2 separate regions of the Rattus norvegicus genome follow, and region 1 is linked to region 2. Evidence: chromatin contacts called from public Hi-C data. All regions are on one chromosome and are shown on one strand. Each heading gives the region's core, a stretch centred on a gene start, on an enhancer-like site or on the middle of the called end of the contact. The rest is flanking DNA. Distances are from core to core; before and after follow the strand shown. Region 1 overlaps Fhod3 (formin homology 2 domain containing 3). Region 2 holds the start of Fhod3 (formin homology 2 domain containing 3).

Region 1 (6,902 bases), core at 342-2,841, 77 kb before region 2:
GGCTCCAGTCAAAACGTTCACATTCTTAAGACTTAGAGCCAGGGGTGCTTTCTTCCCTGTCTGTATTCACAGCTGGAGCTCCAGGAGTGAGGGTCTCCCTGCAGTGTCTCTGAGACTATAGTCCTTCACAGCACACAGAGCTACTGTGACGAGCACAGACAGCTTCTCAGCTCGCCCCTGGGCTTTCTTGGGGACAGCTAGAGAAGTGGTTCTCTGTCAGGGCCATGTTTCACCTCAAAGGACACTCAGCAATATCTGGAGGTATTCACAACTGGGGCATTGTTCCCGGCGTTCCGTGGGTGGAGGTCAGATGCTGACAACATCCTGCAATGCACACAACGGCCTTCACAACAGAGGCTGGCCCTGTTGTGAAGTGGTCCTAGTGCCACGCTGGGAAAACACTTACATACTAAGAGCAAAAACCAAAAATAGAGAGGTGCCAGGAAGATACCCCTTAAGCAAGTGGAGGGGGGTGGGACTGAGATGCTCGGTGGGTACAAAGTACGTATCAGGTAAGCATGAGCATCTGTATTCGTATCACTTTACCTCACATGAATCTGGACACACTAGCATCTATAATCCCAGCTCTCGTGTGGCAAGACGGAAGAGGGACACAGGGACATTCCTGGAAGCTCAGAGGCTAGCCAATTTAGCATATACATCTGAACACAGGAAGAAACCCTTGGAAGGCAACAGATAATGCCCTCTGACCTCCACACTCGAATCCTGGCATTCATGCACCCACACACACACATGAACGTGGACATGTGTGTATAACACACAGAACGAGACAAGGCAGAAGGAGGTTTAAAAGGTGATGGAAACTTTCAACACCCATCCCCAGTTTCAAGCCCATCCCAAATGTTTTCAATATTCTGCTCAATCATTTAACTCTAAAATTAAGCGGCACAGCCTTCTTCTACCCCACAACCATCCCAGAAGCATGTGGCCAGCATGGCAGACGCTGTGGAATGACACACATCACAAGTTTGGCTGCAGCATCTCTGCCTACTAATTTTAATCTCTTCCTCAAAGGTCATGAATATTTTCAGACCTCTTAGCCCAAGCACATTGTGGGCAGACTTGGGACATGTTGCTTCCAGTTGGCCAAAGTACTTCATCCACCAGTGATCTACACCGACTTACAGGCTTAACGTTGTCCATGTCACTTTTCCTGGAGGCTTTTTGAATCCATTATCCTAATTGGCAAATGATATGTAAGCACCAGAAGGCTGTGTGTCAGCAATTATATTTATAAAGAAAGCTTAATCTCCCAAGGAAAACAGTAATTCATTAAAACCACCCTTCTCATCTGCCATCACGGTAGCCGGAGGAAGAAGAATGCACTCGATGGCGAGGCATGCACCCGCTGTGAGCAGAGACCCAGACAAGCCCAGAAAAAGCGATGAGAGCAGATGCAGGCGCCCTGTCTGCTCCAGTACAGCTCTGCCCTCGCACCACCTTGCTGGGCCCCTGTGGGACTAATGGGTAAAGAAAACAGTAACATAAGGACGGGAGCCGTGAGGGCAGGGCCTGCCTTTCCTCTGTCTCCTCGGGTTGTCTACCCAGGGAGGCTGTTTTTAGTAGATGGAGTCCACCTTTGGCTGTTACATCTTACCAGCACTTCAGAGAAACCTGAGAGGATTTCGGGAAGAGAGGGAAGATGACTGTGCTCTCGGGTTTCAGCTTGGCTCTCGATCTAATCCCAGACACTGCCGCTTGCATTATTCATATAGATATATTAAGACCCGCCATGTGCCTTGGTTATGCTGAGCAGCCAATAATAGCTTCTCCATTCCCAGTGTTTATTGAACACTGGGCATCATTCTGGGATTCATTCCTTTTAATAGTATCAACCTGACAAGGTCTAGAATCGCCTAGAAGACAAACCCCTGGATGTGTCTTTCAGCCAAAGAGTTTCTTGATTTGAGTTAAGCAAGGTGGGAAGACTCGCCCTAAATATGAGTGGCATCTTTCCATGGGCTGGGGTATTAGATAGAATAAAGAGGGAAACAACAGGCCTCTTGTTGCCAGGCCTCCCGACCTTAATAGACAGCACCCTCTGATCAGACATTTTGTCCCAGCAGTGAGAAGAATAGCTGAAACACCCCAACGGCCCTCATCGTCTCATTTTATAGGTGGGGAGTAGAGTCAGGGAGAGGTAGCTTGTTCCAAGTCAAACAGCCTGAGTGGCAGACGCAGGACAGAAGTCAGACAGACTAGCTCCAATCTTCCAGAATATACCCTTCTCTAGAGGAAACCAGTGCAACAAGGCCAGACAGCCAGAATGCCTATGCAGTGAATGCCTATGCGTGCTCACCCTACACACACACACACACACACACACACACATACACACACACACAAAGAAAGAGAGAGAGACAGACACAGACAGACAGACAGATAGACAGAAGGAAAGATAAGGAGGGGAGTAGGAGAGGGAGAATCAGAGGGAGGGAGGAAAAGAGAGAGACAGAGAGACAGAGAGAGGAAGGGAAGAAGAGAGAGGAAGACAGAGGAAGGGGGACCTATGACAAGCACAGCACATGGCCCACCTCATTGTGGACGAGATGACAAGCAAAGGCTGAAACCCTAAGAGTCAATCAAGAAGATAACACATATACAATCCCACAGATCCATGTGGCCTAAGAAGCACCACAGGATATGAGGGCATAAGCGTGTGTATCCCAGGCTTCAAAACCCACCCTGTAATTAACACAGGACAATTCAGCACCACCTCTGCAAAGGAGCTGCCCAGGGAGATTCACTGACCTGCTGAGAAGTAGACCTACTGTGGGTGTATCTGGCTGCAAAGCTCTGGCTTCCAAAGGCCTTTTCTGAGATGTCACCCACTATAGCCGAAGGCCTTCAACCTGACTAAGCTCCCAGAGCTGAGCCTGTCTGCTATTGTCCAGAGCATCCCCTATAGGACAATCCTGCCACTGTGAAGAAAATTTCTATGGACCAGCACTACCTGACCTGGGCAGAGATCACACATGGATTTTAGGTACCCATAGGCATCCCTGAAGAAACAAGAAGCCTGGCATTTATCTAGAAATGGGCCAACTGTACCTAGTCTCTGATTGTCACCAAAAGTGGGAACATGTTGTACTCAAGCCTTGGTGTCTCTCAACCTCAGGATATGGTAGGTCTGCACCTGATGGCCACAAGCATCAAGCACAAAGAAGAACACACAAACAACAAAATGATCTGAACTACAATTTGAGCCCACGGGCTCTCTGGGGACTCCTAATTTCCCGTTACATACCTCCTGATGAGCATTTGTGGTCTATTTCTGGGTTATGGGCACAGACGTCAAAGCAGTGTCATTTTCTGGCCAGATAAGTAAACTCCTCCTATTCTCAAGATGGCTTCACTTGTAAGTTACCTGTCACCAATCCATGTAGTACTGTCCCCCAATGTTTCTCATCCATTTTTTCCACAATCCTCACTTTGCCCTCCAGGTCCCAGAGTTTTAGGGTAAAATAACTCCTACTTCCCTCTCAAAATATTGTGGGCAATCCAATGCAATCCAACACCAAACCATCGTGTGCTGTGAATAAAAAAATGTCCCTCTACAGGCTCACGTGTTTGAGCCCTTAGGGCCCAGCTGGCGGCACTCTTTTAGGAGGTTGTGACACCTTGTAGGATGTTGTCTCTGTCTGAAAAGAGAAATGAGACACCAGGGAGTAAGCCTCCTGGGTTTTAGACCAGCCCAGGTTCCCGTCTGATCTATTTCCAGATCTCCAAGATATACGCAAGCAGCCTGATGTTCCTGCTGCAACAATCATGAACCACCACGACAGACTGCGCCTCTCAAATCATGAGCTTTCTTTGGGTATTTTATCACAGTGACAAAATTAACATAAAATTATCATAAGCGTAGTCTACTGTCAGCCGTTCAGGTAGGAGGAAGCAGTCTGCTTAAGCCTCATGAGATCAGTGGCCAGCGGGTAGGATGCTCTACTAAAGCAGGCTACCACAGGTTCACCCCCAAACAATCTCTCACTCTTAGCTTGACACTACAGTGACTTTTCTTACATTACTCAAAAAGCATTTTCTGGAGGAAAAAAATCAAGGTAAAAAATATGCTTGTAAGACCATGTTGCCCAGGATGTGTGTGAGACCCAGGATGGACACACTGTGATCTCCACAGCACCAAATACCACACTACTATTGGACTGTGCATATGGATGGCATCACGTTTTATTTAAAACTCACTCTCTCTCTGACCTTGAATATTCTGGCCTCAACAAAACAAAACAAAACAAAACAAAACCCAGGTCACCTCCATATTGGTTCAGTTTGGTGAAGCAATACCTTTCAATCAGAGACACAGAGAGGAGGAAAGCAGGGACAGCTGCCTGTCCTGCTCACACACACTCAAGGACACAATTCATCCTTCTGTCTGCCAGAACTAGGTAGTCTCAGATCCACTGAGCAGAGCTGTGACTAAAATACGGCATTTCCAAGTCCTTCTACTGGTCCAACTGTACCGGAGAGGCTCCAATGGAGTCCTGGGGACACAAGTGACTCTGCTCTTCTACCTCATGAGGTCTGAACCATATGGGCAACCAGAGAGGCAGATGGGGCTTCAACTTCATCCAGAGGACTTCCAAGAAGCACACCACCACAGCCCATGGCAAAGCAGGCTTTGAAAGCCCTCGGAGTAGGGCTTTCACCAAAGAAATCACACTGCCTTCTCCCTTGTTCACCCTCTTTTATTAGGCAGGAGTGAAGAAGAGGGGGTACAGAGAGGCTCCTCATGTCTTCCTGAACAGCTGGGGGAAATCCATCTTCAAACAAAGACAGAGCTTATGATTCCGATGTGCTGAGCCCATAGTCAAGGAAAATGAACAGCCATGCCGCATCTGTACAGAGGGAAGGCAAGGCCAAGGCTCAGGACGCCAGAAAGAATGACAATCATGGCGGGCTCAGCAGGCATTTAATAACCGTGTCATTATTCTGCGAGAAATCTAGAAACGTCTCATGGTACAGGAGCACAACTGATACTGATGGGTTCAGGCCATGTGATCTTGACAGGAATGGGAGCCAGCTTCCACCAACAAACCTTTTGCAGGACTTATAGAAGCCAGGCTGGTCACCTGCTTCTTTACAGCGACCCCTCAGGATTCTCCGGCCCCCTGTTTCTGGAGAAACTGTTAAACCCCACATCTAACCACCAGATGATGCTGGTTTGACAATCAGAATCCTGTTGTTCTTTCAGCTACCGTCCCCCTACAGGGCAGCTGACACCCTCTACTACTGTCTGCCCCCAAGAAACAAGCAGTCCTTGTGTTATTGGGATTGGGTGGGTGCTGGATCCTATACCATTTCTCTTAAGAAATAAAAATGTGGCTGGAAGATGGTGCAGTCAGTGTTTGCCACTTGAGTGCAAGAGCCTCAGTTAATCCCCATAACCCACAGAAAATGGATGCAGTAGTGTATTTGTGATCCCAGTTCTCTCACAGCAGAATGGGGGAGAGACAGAGAAGCTTGCCAGGCAACACAGCCATGCCCAGTAGCAGAATGACAAAGATGATGCTCTCTCAAACAGGGTGGAAAGTGAGGACTAACCAATTCCAAGGCTGTTCTCTAACATCCACACCGGAGCCATAGCAAGCCTGCACCCACATACTTACATAAATGACACACATCTGCCACACACACATATCCACCACATACATACATATACACACACACACCTACCCCATATATATATATACACACACAACACACACACATCCACCACATACATACATACATACATATACACACATCTAATATACACACACATATACACACACACACACACAACACACACATCCACCACACACATCCACCACACACATCCAACATACACACATATACACATCTACCATACACAGACACACACACACATATATACCATACACATACACAAACATACATATATCCACCATATGCACATACACACATCCACCACATACATACATACATACATATATACACACACATCTAACATACACACATACATATATATAATATACATACACACACACAACACACACACATCCATCATACACACATATACCTATCTAGCATACACACAGACACACATATATATAGCATACACATACACAAACATACTATATATCCACCATATGCACACACATCCACCACACATACATCTATCATACACACATACATACATCTACCATACAGACATACTACACATACATATACATATCTACCATACACAGACACACATACACACATATACATCATATACACACAGACATACATACACACATATACACCATACACACACGTACATACATATATATATCCAACATGCACACACATATGTCTACCATACAAACACACACATATGCACACATGCACATATTTTAAAAAGAGAAAAATAGGGTTGCATATGTCTGTCATCTCAGTTATTCATGGCACTAAGGCAGGAGAATTCTAAGTTCAAGGCCAGCCTGGACAAGTTAGGTGGGCCTATCTCAATAAAGAAGACTGAGGATATAGCTCAGCAGTTGAGCACCTGTCAACCATGCGTGTGGCCCTGGGTTCCATCCTCAGTACAACAAATAAAAGTGAAAGGAAGGCTGGAGAGAGGGAGGAAGAAGAGTGGGGGAGGAAAGAGAAGAGGAAAGAAAAATCATGCCAAAGGAAGATTACAAAAATCCATCATGGTTTATTTGTGTCCATTGTATTAACTTTTAGTTACCACACAGACAATGGGTTTCACGGTGACATTTCACACAAATCAGGACATACTTTTAAAATGTATTTTTATTATTGATTTTAGCTGTGTATATGTGTATGGATTTGTGCACTTGAGGTGTCCTCAGAGGTTAGGGGCATCAGATCTGAAGTTACAGGTGCTGTGAGCCACCTCAAGT
Region 2 (6,815 bases), core at 402-2,901:
CACTGTAAAAAAACTTTTAACTGAATCCACTGCTGAAGATGGGGCAGGAACTTACTAAAGCGATTCTTAAGCCTCTGTCTCTCTGGGTATGGTGCTCCATGATCAGAAAGAATCTAAGAATCTAGCCACTCCGCACCAGTACGGAAGGAATGAGAGGGATCTGCCCCAATCCTCATTCAAAACAAACGGGTTAGTTACTAGTGGGAGGGACGGAGCACTAAGGAACTGGGAGCAAGAGGGCACCACTACCAAACATTTGCACGGCCTCCTACTTTCCTTTCAAAACAAGTGGGCATCTTAACCGAAAGCCCAAGGATTTTTCGAAAAATCACTTTTGCTCTTGAAATTAAGAGTTCTCTCTCCCAAATGTTTGTCCATGTTGATTCTCAAGGAATTATTTAACTCAAAACTTTGATGTGGACCTAAACAGAAAATACATCAAGGAGGGAAACCGTTCAAGGTGCAGTCAATCTGTGTAAGCGGGAGGAAAGGTTTTCCCGGGGAGCTAAATGATTAGCTTCCAATGCCTGGCTCTTCACAATCACTTTGCAAGACGCCTGGCCTCCTTCAAAGGGTTAAAAAAGAAAGAAAAGACATGAAAAGAAAACTCTAACGGGTGGACTGAGACGCCATTCTTCCCAGGGGACACTCACTTGGGGCTCCTGGGCCGAGGCTTTGTGCGCCCCTTGCCCGCGCCCCCGCCCTTCCTCCCACAGGGGCTGCTTCTCCAAGGTTCCTGAGGCCACCTGCTCCTCGGAAGAAAAAAAGAAAAAACGGGATAGTGTGAACGCTAGTTATCGCAGTGCGCGCCCCTTCCCAGAGGGAAGAGGGGGAGGTGTTCCCGGAAAGCGTGCTTTGTCGCGAGGGTCGCCCAGCCGCCCACAGTGCCAGGGAGGCCCAACAGAGCTTCTGACCCCGGCATCTTTCAGGGCTCTCTTCAAGAAAACCGGGTTCCGCAGTCCCCAGGGCTCTTTCCGCGCTCGGCTCTGGGCCAGGCGGGGTACCCAGGTTGATCGCCCGGGCGACCAAGCTGCACCCCGCCCACCAGGCCGAGCTAACGGAGAGGCCACGGAGATCCTAATGCAACCCGCCTCCGGCCGGCATGGCACCTGCTGGGCCCCGCTCGCCCTAAGATCTGCACTGGGGCATAGAGCTGTCCTTCCCGCCAGGCACAGAGAGTCGTGCGCTAGCTTCTGGGTGCTCCTGGCCCCTTTGCCTAAGCCTCAGTGGCATATGCCCTTGGGCGCGTGTCCCTAGGGCCTCGACCAGTTCAGCCCGACTTCAGCGCCCTCACCCCGGCAGGCACAGCTGCAGGGGTTGCGTCTCCAGCCTCCCACCTATCCCTCCCGATCTTACCTTGTGTGGCGCCCTCAGCAGCCGATGGACCCCGGCCAACTGGGTGCCCAGAGCCAGGTCCTCGCGGAATGTGAACAGCGGTGGCCGGCTGGGCTCTGGGAAGTTGGTGCTGTTGAAAGGATCGGTGTCGTCCAAGAACTGCACGCGACAAGCCAGCGTGGCCATGATGCATCCCTGCCCCGTGGGGCACGGGCCCCGGGGTCAGCGGGCCGCGCAGGCGGGGGCGCCGGGTGTGTGCGGAGAAGCTGCCGCCGCCGCCGCCGCCGCCGCTAACAGGCTCGCGGGCTAGCAGGCTACAGCGCGCCCGGCTGCAGCCAGGACTCCGGCCACGGGGGGCGGGGCGGGGGCGGGGCTGCGCCCCCTCCTCCTCCCGCTCCCCCTCGGGCTCCTCCCCTGCTCGGTTTACCAGCCACCGGACCGGGCTTCCCCGACCTTCGCGACCGCTGCAGGGACAGGGAATGAGAGAGCTACAAGCGCAGAGTCGGCAGCCCTGAGCCTAGCAGCAATCAACGCGCAGGAACGCCCCTGCGCAGAGCTCTCTGCACGTGTGCCGGTCGCCCAGTTACGGACGCACCAGCCTCGGAGCGCTGGCTCTAGACTGGGGACAAGGCAGTCTTCAGACTATGTTCCCCCTAGAACAGGGCACAGCACAACCCTTCCCAGACGAGAGCGACAGAGCCGGTCTCCCTGTTGCTGGGCACCCAGAGACCCGGGAGCAAAGCTCTCTGCAGGCCTGTGACTGGGAGATAGCGATCCTAAGCCCTGGAGAGGATTCCAGGGAGGTTTGCGCCGGAGTGAAAAGAAGCTAAGAAGGGGGGGGGGGGGGGGGGGAGCGGAGGTTATGAATCCCAGCAGCATTTCTTGAGCCAGGGAACCTGCAGTGAGAATTGGAAGACTGCAAAGAGAGGCTCGGCGACCCCAAAACTGGGCCCGGACAGCTGCCTGAGAGTTATAGTTGAACCTGTCCATTATCACCCCTCTCCTCAGTAAGGTCTAACTTGACCTTCTGCGACAGAGAAAGAAGGGTGCTTCTAGTCAGACCCCGGAATGGTGAAGATGCGGAGAAGAACCGGACTGGGAGTTAGGGGGCCTCCCTCGCAACAGGGACTTGGCATGTAGCTTGACAGCCTGCCTTCTTCCTCTAGGCTGGCAATACCATGCAGCAGATCACCGTTCTCCTTGCTGCTCACGGGCGACCCCTTACGTTTCCAAAGAGAACTGACTACCTTTTCCATTCCCAGATCACATTACTGATACCTAATCCCTCTCGGTCGCCCTAATAATCAATATATCCAGCCGTTCTTCACACCCATGATGCCTCCATAGTACGTCCCTCTCCCTTTTCTCTGGTTTCAAGAGAAAAGAAACCCTTGCCCTTCACTTAGCAGCCTCACTCGAATCTTTCACATGCATTCTTTGTGGATTCCCCACAAGTTTGTGTGTGTGTGTGTGTGTGTGTGTGTGTGTGTGTGTGTGTGTGTGTGTGTGTGTTTCAATGTAGGGCCCTATCCTGAAGATTTCCTTTGTGGCTCTTTTAGCTGGGTATAATGCACACCTCACTCAGGAGGCAGAGGCAGGCAACTTTCTATAAGTTTGACGACAGCCTAATCTATATAGTGAGTCCCAGGACATTCAAAGTTACATAGTAAAGAGATTCCATCTCAAAAGCAAGGGTAGAGGCATTGATGAAGTTCCTCCTGGCCTCAAATTCATGATCCTCCTGCCCCAGTCTCTCTAACAAGGTGATGCACCATACTGGAATCATACTTTTTTGGATTTGTGATGGTTAATATGTATTGTCAACTTGACTGTATTTAGAATCGCCATGGTAACATGCCTCTGAAGCATTATAGAACGATGTTTGCAGGAAAGTTTGAGTGAGGAAAAGAAGACCCACCCTGAGCTGTGGATGAAGCTACCACCATGGGCGAGCCCTAAGTAAGAGAAAGCAAGCTGCGCAGGCATCCATCCCTGTGTTTTCTGACTGTGGAAACAACGTAGCCACCTCACACTCCAGCTGCCTGCTTTCCCTGCCATAAAAGTCTAGACCCTTTCTTTACTATGAGTCCAAAGAAAACTTTCCCTCCTTAAGTTGCTGTGCCAGGTGCTTTATCTTAGCAACAAGGAAGGAACTAAGGCAGCTTCTTTCTCTTGTTTCTTTTTCTTTTCCTTTTGTGCGTTGTATAAGTATGTAGAAGGGGCAGGTTTTTGAGAAAGTATATGAATTCAAGGATCTTTTTGCAAAGTCTTTGTAGTTAATGTGGTGTGAGAGTTGTGCAAAGATGGCAGTGGAAAAAGTCTTCTCTTGCTTCTCATGTTCCCATTTCTGCCACACCATTCTTATCCACCCCTCATTCCAACAAAACCTCATATTCCCCTCATTCGCTCCACAATGCTCATAGCCCCCATCTCCCCCACACCCATTGTCTTAGTCAGGGTTTCTATTCCTGCACAAATATCATAAGCAAGAAGCAAGTTGGGCAGGAAAGGTTTTATTCAGCTCACACTTCCACATTGCTGTTCATCACCAAAGGAAGTCAGGACTGGAACTCAAGCAGGTCAGGAAGCAGGAGCTGATGCAGAGGCCATGGAGGGATGTTACTTACCAGCTTGGTTAGCCTGCTTTCTTATAGAACGCAAGACCACCAGCCCAGGGACAGCACCACCCACAATGAGTCCTCCCACCCTTGATCACTAATTGAGAAAATGACTTACAGCTGGGTCTCATGGAGGCATTTCCTCAAGGAAGGCTCCTTTCTCTGTGATAACTCCAGCTTGTGTCAAGTTGACATACAAAACAAGACAGTCGACCCATCATACACCCCATTTCCCCACCCCCTCACATTCACTGATTTTCCTCACATGCCTCACATCCCTCCACTTCACTCATATTTCCTGTTTCCCCACATCCCTCGGTTTCCCTCATTTCCATCTCTCCCTTCATGGTTTCATAACTTGGCCACTTCTGTCAAAAGATAAACCCTATTTCTCTAGTCTTTGATTGACTGACTGGTTGGTTGGTTGATTGTTTGGTTGGTTGGTTGGTTGGTTGGTTGGTTGGTGGGTTGGTTGGTTGGATGGTTGGTTGGTTGGTTCGATTGGATTGATTTGGGGAGAGAGAGTCTTCCTATGCAACCCCAGCTGACCTGGAACCCACAGTGTTCCACCTTAACACAGTGTTCTGCCTACTGCCTGCTGGAGTTGATGACCACACTGCCATAGCAGCTCCCCACTCTTTGAGCAGAGGTAGCTTTGATACTTGCCCTCACAAGCAGAGTGTGTGACTTCAGAACAGACATGAAGAGACCTCCTCTTACCCTCAGAAAGCTCTGGCCTGAGACCACATGCCAGGAAACCAGGTCTAATCTAGGAGAAATGTTTTTGAGGACTTCTGAGAATTAGAAAAAAAATGGGTTCTATGCTATAGGACAATGAAACAATTGACAAGATGATTGCCCTTCATCTGAAAGGGATAAATTATATGAACTGAAGCTAAGGAGCTATCCAAGGAGAACACTAAAACCCTTCAAAGTACCTATTGGATGCTTCTAGCTGCATAGAATAATGAATTTTATTTCATGGAGGAAAAGAAATTTAGACTCTCTAAATTTAGGATTATAAAAAGAAAACAATTCGCATCCCAGTACCTTCAGACAGAAAAAAAAAAGTCCTTGTTAAATATATGTTTTAAATTATGTATGTGTACAGGTATTTTACATACCTATAGTCTGTATGCCATGTGTGTGCAATGCCTGTGGAGACCAGAAGAGGGCTCCAATCCCCTAAGTCCTTGAACTTAAGAAATGAACTTACTAAAATAAATATTAAAATGTTAGTGTTGGGAAAAGGAGAGAGGACTCAGCAGTTAAAAGCACTTGTTGCTCTTTCAGAAGAGCAGGGTTTGGCATGTAAAATAAATCTTAGTAAAATTCACAGGCAATCCACAGAGATGTTAAGAAACAAAAGCATTACCAGCTTAGACTGAAGAAATAGAGATTGTTCGAAGAACAATAGACCTCTGACCTCCAACTTGAATAAGGAAGGACCAGCTACAAGTAGTTTGTATTTGTAGGTAGTACAGAAAAATGAAAGTTTCACCAGAGCTTGGAGCTAAGAGCCATAGAGAAGGGTGAGTGTTAACCATCCCTGGGGCAAACCTAGGAATGTAGAAAGCAGCAACGTGGGCAAGGCTGGGGTGCCAGACAGTCACATGTGTCTCCTACTTGCTCTCTAAGTGGAAGTGTCGGCTGCTGGGATTCTGCCCGGGCTCCGCAATGACTACTGGGTAAGTAGTGGGCATGTAGCCTGCTCTTTCAAGTGGGAGGTTCAGAATGTGTTTCCCCTAAAAGGTCTCCTCACCTGCACACACCCTTAAGCAGCAGTTTCTTGGCCACTTTCCCAGCCGCAAGGTGCTGCCTGCTTCTACAATCACTGTAACTCCGTGTGTAGTTATTTTATTGTAGCTGCAAGGAAACACCGTGACCAAAAGTGACTTGCGGAAATGACCGTTTATTTTGGCATATGGTTCCAGAGTGAGAGTCCATAATGGCGAGAGAGCCGTGGCAACAGACAGCAGGAGCAGGAAGCTGGCTGGCCAGTTTCAATTTTATAAGAACTGTGGTTTTCCTCACTGTGGAAAATTCCTCTTATGAATTTCCATCCGCAGGAAAAATGAGAGTGATGTGGAAGTGGAGGGGCCTAGAAACTGCCAAAGCCCGCCCTCTGTATCACACTTCCTCCAGCAAGGCTCCACCTGCTAAGGGTTGCATAACCCCGCAGAACAGCGCCACCAACTGGGAGGGGCGAGCATTCAAACACATGAACCTGGGGGGGAACAGTTCTTATTCTAACCACCATGCTTAGCTTGGTTTTTGATTGCGGTAGCTCTGTACTTCCAGATACAAATATGTTTCGAGTTAATGACTGTCATGTAATAAACCGTTCCATTTGCCCTCGATTCTGTAGGTCACCATTTCAGCTGGGCTCAGCAATGTCACCCCCGCTGTGGTTGCCATCTGAGAACATCACCGGAGCCAGGCAATTAAAAATCATCTTCCGCCATGTATGTGAGTGTCTGTTGCCTGTCAGCGGGCTGATGTGGAGGACTTCTGTGAGATAGTTCATCTCTATTCCGTGTGTTTTCTCATGCAAGGTTAGAGCAGTATTCCTCACATGGCCTCTGCAGACTGAGGCAGCCTTCTAAGGATCAAGACAGGTACTCTACAGTCTCTTGAACCCTGGACTCAGAATTTGAGCCGCAGCTAATAATATAGCTTAGCGGGTAGAGCTGTCCGCCAAGCCTACCACCTGAGTCGTATCCCTACAAACCACACAATGGGAGAATCAACTCCCACGAGTTGTCCCCAGACTTCCACATACTCAGGCACACACAAAAATAAACAAAATAAAATAAACGTAATAACGAAATAAACCACACTGTGTCCATTTGACAACTTCTG

The links. Hi-C and Micro-C count contacts between places; a contact is called where the count stands out from the background.
Region 1: a Hi-C map of the A7r5 cell line shows a contact between it and region 2, with 2.1 times the contacts expected there. The contact joins the enhancer-like site here to the promoter of Fhod3 in region 2. A contact is called at or near these places in 3 of 12 Hi-C or Micro-C datasets (the A7r5 cell line, frontal cortex and psoas muscle).

What each region holds. Positions count from the first base shown.
Region 1 is chr18:16,339,475-16,346,376 of GRCr8, reverse strand. All of the region lies in intron 3 of Fhod3 (formin homology 2 domain containing 3), which reads right to left. Among named protein-coding and RNA genes, the nearest start is that of Fhod3, 75 kb to the right of the region's middle. Within about 2 kb of position 1,591, at least 9 of the 93 cell types and tissues checked have an H3K27ac peak or open chromatin away from gene starts, as enhancers often do.
Region 2 is chr18:16,262,847-16,269,661 of GRCr8, reverse strand. Fhod3 (formin homology 2 domain containing 3) reads right to left here and starts at 1,651. Exons shown (of 28, transcript NM_001415720.1): 1 at 1,357-1,651. The coding sequence starts at 1,521.